Regions from separate parts of the Zea mays genome. Here region 2 is linked to region 1. A link is a contact called in public Hi-C data. All regions are on one chromosome and are shown on one strand. Each heading gives the region's core, a stretch centred on a gene start, on an enhancer-like site or on the middle of the called end of the contact. The rest is flanking DNA. Distances are from core to core; before and after follow the strand shown. Region 1 holds the start of LOC103629308. Region 2 holds the start of LOC103629312 (paired amphipathic helix protein Sin3-like 4).

Region 1 (3,789 bases), core at 867-3,366:
CCGAGGAGACCTCCGACTCATCCGAGCCCTCGAGCCCGTAGCGCTCGACGACCTGGATGTATGTCCACACCTCAGCGGCGATCCCCTAGGAATCGTCCAAGTCATCGGACGATGCCGGGGGCGAGGTGTAGACTGGCGACCCCTCGGACTCGGAGGAAAACTCCTCCTCCGAGTACTCGGAATCGCCGAAGTCCTCCGAGAGAGGGGTCGGCTCACGCTTCCGCTTGTCGCCGGAGTGGTGCGACGAGCTTCCGCCTTTCTTGCTCTTGCCCATGGTGGAGTAGGAGGGAGGAGAAAAGAAGAGAGTAAGCAACAAGCGGTAGAGAGATGTGTGAAGACGCCAGTGAAGCCATCGCTCTATTTATAGGGTATTACACATCTCAAAGCGGCCCGAACCTGTACAAGATTGTCTACTGTTTCTCGTGCATCCGGCACGAACCATCGAGCTTCAGTCAGTAATACCGTCCTACTCCAAAAAGCACCTCGAGGGGCAACCCTGGGTGCGCGGTCGGACCCAAAACACCGACAACTGGTATATCAGTCGAGCTCACGGTTAAGAGCGACCTTGGGATCCTCTTTGATTAGAAGGACTTTGGTTATTTTTATGATGATGGTTAATAATGATGATTATAATTTTGATCTCTGGTATTTCCTCTTAGAGGAGGTACTTTTGGGCAATAATTGGGTTATTACTAAAACTTGGCTCTACTAATAGTAATAAATACTTGACCAACTAAAAGCAACTGCTTAACCCTAAACCCCACATACAGCTAGTCCACTTTAGCCAAACGGGACATTTGCTGAGTACGTTGATGTGTACTCACACTTGCTTTACAAACCACCCCCACCCCAGGTTGTCCTCACTGTATTCAGTGCTCAGGAGGAGATGCTGGCAACATGGAGGACTTTGAGGAGTTTCAGGACTACGACGAGTTCTAGTTTTTCTTAGTGGCAAACCCCCAGTCAGCTGCCTGTATAGTCCTTATCTACTACGTTTCGTATTTCCGCACTTTGATGATATTAATGACTATGCTATGTATTAGACTCTGTGGATGTCTTAGACATCTTATTGTAATAAAAGTACCTTTCCACTATTTACTTTGAGCAATGTGTGATGATGTCCAATTATGTAATCGCTATGTACGTGAGTTTCTGATCCTGGCACATACATGGTTCGCATTCGGTTTGCCTTCCAAAACCGGGTGTGACAGAAGAGTGCCGACTCTTTGATATCTCGACAAAAAATTGGAGGAGTCTTCTTGCCCTTACTTTACATTTCACATTTACTTTGAGCATTTTACTTTGTGCAATTGCTTAGTTAGTATTTGTAGTAATGACTTAGTGTTGTTGTCTATCTAGTAGTATTTACTTGTTGCTAGTAGTTTGGGTGAATTTGGGCTCATTCTTAGGGTTTAACTTTTGTTAGAATTCTAGAAAAGCCCAATTCACCCCCTCTTGGGCATCGTGATCCTTTTAGTGAACACCGGAGCAAATTTTGGTGGTGGCGTGGTCCCAAAAAATCGAGGGAGCGATGTAAAAATCGAGGTGAACACCGAAGCGGTGGTTTGGTGGCGTGGTCGTACTTTGACCTCAAACTAAACACATCCTAAAGGGATTAAAGTATGATTTTTACCTTATTTGTCCTCTCATCTTTTTTGGTACAAAACAAGCAACCACTAATTAATAGGGTTAATACAATTATTATTCGCACCAATTAATATTCTTTAGTTAGGTTTAGTCACTGAAACAAAATGAGATAATTTAGTGACTAAACTTAGTTAGGTGACTAAAGAAACCAAATAGATCTAAAATGAACTAAAAAAAAGTACCTATAAACCAAATACGCCTTTAGTTGGTTTCACATTAAACATTAGAGTACCAATTATAAATATTACATAAAGTAAAATCACAAATTAAATAAATACGAGACAAATTTATTTAACTCAATTAATCTACTAATTAGTAATTGTTTACTGTAGCATTAGAGAATCATACACTAATTAGATTTAACGTTTAATATTTATTAATGTAATTAGCTTTTTAATCAAATTGTATTTAATATTCCTAAATCAAACATTGCAACCAAAAAAAAAAATGCCTCCAGATCCAAACGGTCCGGTCCGGTCCCTCACACTCATCAAGGGCGGCTCACTCTCATGTCATGTGGCGGCGTCCTTCTCCCTCGCTGCTCCGTCTCTCTCAGTCTCTCTCCTGCCCTGTCCGTCCCACTCCCCGTCCAGCGGAGAGAGACCCTGTGGGCTGTGGCCGGGCAGCCGTTTCCCCTCCCCTTCCCTCTCCGCTCCCTCCAGAGTCTACTGTAGCGCAGTGCCGTAGGGTTTCGCGTCCTATCCTTCCTCGCATCCTCCATGGCCGATCCTGACGACCTCGGCCGCCGCCTCGCCGCGGTCGCCGTATCCGAGTCTCCTACCGCCGCCGCGGCTGCGCTGGAGAGCAGCAACAACAACCTGTTCCAGGTGATGCGCGCCGTGGAGGACGCGGAGGCCACCATCCGCCAGCAGGTATCAGTACCAATCTCTTCCTGCCTCTGCCTCTGCCAATTTGAGGGAATCGGCTGCAACTAGAACAAGCGACCCATCACTCCTGTATCTCTCTTCAGCTGGAGGAGAACAGCCGGTTGAAGGACGAGCTGATGCTCAAGACGCGGGAGCTCCACAGAATTGTAAGCACATTCGATTTCGACGCCCCTTCCCGATCCAAACAAATCATATACTCTTAACTAGTGCAGCACAGCACAACTCATCATTTCCTTTTTGCTCTATCATGCCATTCCATTTGCCTATAGAAACTAATGTGCTGTACGTCTCATCTCCGACCTAACCAGAGGTCAGAAGCCACAGACCAAGCTTCCTCTCATGGGATCCGTATCCATCAGGATCGCGCTCTTGGTGCCCACACAGACACCTCCTCCACTGCTCCCATCAGGACTACCGCTACAGCAGCAGAGGCCTTCGAATGGGGAGCTGGGGATGCCGGCATCAACCACAAGTACCTTGAGGCCAACCAGGCTAATGGAATTCCCCGTAAATCACCGAGCGCTCCCGATAGCGCTTTCCCATCTCAGCTATCTACCCCGTCTTCGCGATCCCTTTCACCAACTAGGTACCAAGTAGCACATTCCAAATCCAGCCTCTGTTAATATCATACTACCCTGTTTCCTTACCTTCATTGAGCCTTTCCTTGCAGGCACCACAAAGAAACAGACTATGATTCTAGGCTCAACTTATCCGGACAAGGCGCACTGCCTGTTTCAGACCTCAACTCAAACGTCGTCATCTGGAAGCAGGTATCAACTGTTTGCTTCGTGTGTCTGTTGCCATACTTTTTGATCGATTGATTCACTCTTCTTGCTGAGCTGCTTATTTCCTTCCACAGGATCTCCTTGTTAAGGTCAAAGAACAAGGGGAGGAGATTGCACAGCTGAGAAGGCATCTTTCTGACTACTCTGTCAAGGTGACTACACACTAACAATCTTTTTCCTGTAATGTTCTTTCTTCAATCTGTAGTGTTTCACTCGTGTGTATTTTAACAGGAGGCCCAAATACTTAATGAGAAACATGTCCTGGAAAAACGCATTGCATATATGCGCATGGTAAACATTTTATTTATGACGCATCAAGTACTACCTTGGAGTTTGTAAAAAAAAACTACTACCTTAGAGTCATGGCACTATGATTTAAGTGTTTATTTTTTTCCTTTTTTTGTGGGGCAGGCATTTGATCAGCAGCAGCAAGATCTGGTTGATGCTGCATCGAAAGCTTTGTCCTACAG
Region 2 (3,789 bases), core at 684-3,183, 720 kb after region 1:
AGCGGGACATTTGATGAGTATGTTAATGTGTAGTCATCCTTGTCTAAACACCAAACCCCAGGTTGTCCCTATTGCAACCATTTCTCAGGAGAAGATGAAGGAAATGCGGAGGATTTCCAGGAGTTATAGGACTTTAAGTAATTCTAATCTAGACTAGCGACGAACCCCTAGTCGGCTCCAGTGAAAGCCTTATCTTACTGCATTTCGTTCATCACTTTGATTTATGTTTAAGTTAATGACTATATGGATGATTTGGGCATCATGATGTAATAAAATTTTACTTATTTCCGCTATTATTTGAGCATTGTGTGATGATTCCAATTATGTAATCACTATGTATGTGAATTTCTGATCTTGGCATGTGCATGGTTCGCATTCGGTTTACCTTCTAAAACTAGGTGTGACAATAGCGGAGGCTAGGTGCTAAGGAATTCTTGGTAGTTGGCCACTGCCTGTGGACACTGTTGTTACCCACCACCCCCAAAGTGTTGAGGCTAACATTGCACAAGCTGCCGAAGAATTTCATTCTACTGCCCCATCAGCTCTTGCGTCATGGGAGGATGTGCTAGCGACGGAGGAACCTGCTTGTTCTGTCCACCGCGTGCTGTTTCTGCCATCTAAAATTCAGTAATCCCTGTTGTTATACTCATGATCCATACTTGTGAAATGTAACTTAACAAATAATGAGTATGCAGTAAAACCTTAAGTTTCCAATTTATCTCATATTTCATGACTTGGTACTAAACATGGTGAATTTGAACCATAACTTTGAAACTTGAAACCATCCAATTTTCATTTCACAAAAGAAGTTCCCATGGGTTACATCCAGTCAGAAGGACTCAACTCTCTAGTCTAGTACATCATGAGGTGCAAAAGCTAAGCTATGAGGAGTATAACTTCCTAACACTTCTACTGCTAACCCAACCGATCAATGAGCAACAAAGGCTGCACTAAATTCAAGTGAAGGGGTCCTCCAGAGTGAGCGGTGTCCAGGCTAGATGCCAGCTCGATCTCCTCGGGGTCCTTCGCCTCGTTGTCTTCATCCACCTCCATGCCTATTGCATCTCCTAATGATGCATCTCCAGGTCGGCATTTGTAACGTCCCGTCCACTCCCGGACCGGCAGTACTTACTCTTGGCAGCACGAGTCTTTTGTGTACACTTTGCCCTCACTCATGCACACCCGAGAAGACTTCCCGGCCAGTCACCCATCCCAAGATTACTCTAGGCCAAGCACGCTTAACCTAGAAGATCTTTCGAGATAGGATTACGAAAAAGAAAATGCACCTTGTTGGTATGTATACTATATTAATTCTATTAAGCCTTAGGCCAGGATATCACCATCCACTAGGCCAGGATATCACATCATTGGTCTCATCTAGCTCGACTTGCAAGTCGTGGAGCTGGTTCTCTAGGACTTCGATGGTGTCATCCCAGACCTCCACTTGCTCCTCGAGCTCGCGAGTGCGGGTGCCCATCTGCTCTATCTGGAGATGTTTCTCCACCAATTCCGTAGATAAGTCTACCACGAAGACTTTTCTGTCGTCAAGGGTTGTCTTAGCAATCTGAGTCAGTCCAGTCAGGTGCGACATTTATAATTCTCAGGTTTCACCTATTCACCCCCTCTAGGCGACTTTCACATGTACAACCTAAAGCCTTCTGATCGGCTTTCTCTATACCAAAGACATCTAATAAACTCCATCATACAATTGATGTCTTCAAAAATAGTTATATCATAAATATTGTTAAAAGACATTATGTATGAAGAGTCGTGTAGAGACAACCTCTTCGCAATGAGATATTAAATAAGATTATATATCTCTAAATTAATTAGATTTAATAAATCTTCTTATTATTTTATTCTTATTTATATAATTAGTTTTATAATTAGATTATACTTAATATTTATAACTAACATCTAAAATATCTGATGTGATAGGGACAGTAAGGAACCCTGACGGCCGCCTGACCCACCTGCACAGTACAACTGTACAAGACGTGGCGTGACTTCACTTCCAGTCTCTAGCGCTGTTTTCGTGTTTGCTACCGCCGCGGCTTCTGCTTCTCCCCTCCCTAGGGCGGGCGTGAATACGTGATCCATCATCTCCATCTCCGTCTGCTGTGGTGTGCTGGTTTGAGAGACTCGACGGCTGGCGAGACGAGACTGAAGGGCACAAATCTCTCCGCCATCTGTTAGATTCCATCGTATCCCCCACGTCTTGGCGTCGCTTCGTCGGCTGCGACCTGCGAGAAGCCGGTGCCGCCGCGCCGGTGGACGAAGACGATCAAGGATTAGGAACGGCAAGGTCCCTTGCGATCCGATCCAATTCTTCATTCTTCGATTCCTTCCTTGGGCGGGCGGCTCCCCTCAGCTTCCTTCCACATGGCTCGTCGCCCGCCGCCGTCACCCCCTCCCCCGGCGCAAGGGAACGGGAGTGGGAGCGGGAGCCTCACCACCAGAGACGCCCTCGCCTATCTCAAGGCCGTCAAGGACAAGTTCCAGGAAAAGCGCCACACGTACGAGCAGTTCATCCAGGTCATGCGTGATTTCAAGAGCGACAGGCTCGACAGCACCGGCGTGATCGCCCGTGTCAAGACCATCTTCCACGGCTACCCGGACCTAATCCTCGGATTCAACGCCTTCCTGCCCAAGGAGCATGCCATCAGGCCTCTGGACCTCCGCGAGGACAAGAAGCCCGTCGATTATCCCAGGGCCATCAGCCTTGTCAACAGGATTAAGGTATGCTATCTCCCTCCCTATTGCCTCAATCACGCATCTTTCCTTCCTTCTAATTACCTTACCTATCTTTCTCCCAGAGCCGATTCCAGCAGGAGGAACATGTCTACAAGTCATTCCTGGGGATCCTCAATAAGTACCGCATGCATAACAAGCCCATCCAAGATGTTTACAACGAGGTACCAGTACCATGCCTTCTCTCCACATGTCCTTTGTGCATATGCCATTGCCAATGCGTAATTCTCTTGTGTGTTGCTTTGAATGACCTTTTCTCTCCTACCCGCAGGTCACCGCACTGTTACATGGCCATCCAGATTTACTCGAGGAGTTCAGTCATTTTTTGCCTGATACGCCCATGCCTCCTCCGCAGGCAGGCACTACTACTAAAGTTAGGCATGATGACAATAATGCTATAATGCATTCTGTCACGAGAGCTCAGACAGTCCAGGTGAATCAACAAATTATAGAATCACCCGTGTTCAATTCCAAATCTCAGACAGTCCAGGTGAATCAACAAATTATAGAATCACCCGTGTTCAATTCCAAATGTTTCTTCAATTGCTATATTTTATACTCCCCAGTCCCCTCCAACAATGTAGGACATATCCTTTTTACCCATGCCTCCTCGGCAGGCTCAGGCACTACCTCTAAAGTTAGGCATGATGACAATAATGCTATAATGCAGTCTGTCACGAGAGCTCAGACAGTCCAGCTGAATCAACAAATTATAGCATCACCCGTGTTGAATTCCAAATGCTTCTTCAATTGCTATATTTTATACCCCCCTCCAACAATGTAGGCCATATCCTTTTTAGTTTTTTTTAGGACAGGCTGCACAACTGCGATAACACTACGATAATCTTAAATTTCCTTTGAATGTGAATCTATTGATGCTACTTTTTTTGTATACTGAACTGTTAAATAGGTTGGCAAATTGTTGTTCAAACTTTTACATACTTTGAGTTATTCAAATCAAATATTTGTTACTTTTGTGGACAAAGTGATTTGTTCCTGCATTTACCTTTAAACTTCAAGATGCTATGTTCTTATCTT

The links. A called contact is a pair of places that touch in the nucleus more often than the background predicts.
Region 2: a contact with region 1 is called in a Hi-C map of endosperm, with 4 times the contacts expected there. The contact joins the promoter of LOC103629312 here to the promoter of LOC103629308 in region 1. A contact is called at or near these places in 2 of 25 Hi-C or Micro-C datasets (ear and endosperm).

The regions. Positions count from the first base shown.
Region 1 is chr6:53,558,286-53,562,074 of Zm-B73-REFERENCE-NAM-5.0, forward strand. LOC103629308 reads left to right here and starts at 2,117. Exons shown (of 21, transcript XM_008650468.3): 1 at 2,117-2,519; 2 at 2,618-2,680; 3 at 2,843-3,120; 4 at 3,205-3,304; 5 at 3,394-3,471; 6 at 3,551-3,610; 7 at 3,731-3,789. The coding sequence starts at 2,367.
Region 2 is chr6:54,273,818-54,277,606 of Zm-B73-REFERENCE-NAM-5.0, forward strand. It overlaps LOC103629312 (paired amphipathic helix protein Sin3-like 4), which reads left to right and starts at 1,934. Exons shown (of 20, transcript XM_020540235.3): 1 at 1,934-2,739; 2 at 2,817-2,915; 3 at 3,023-3,241. The coding sequence starts at 2,383.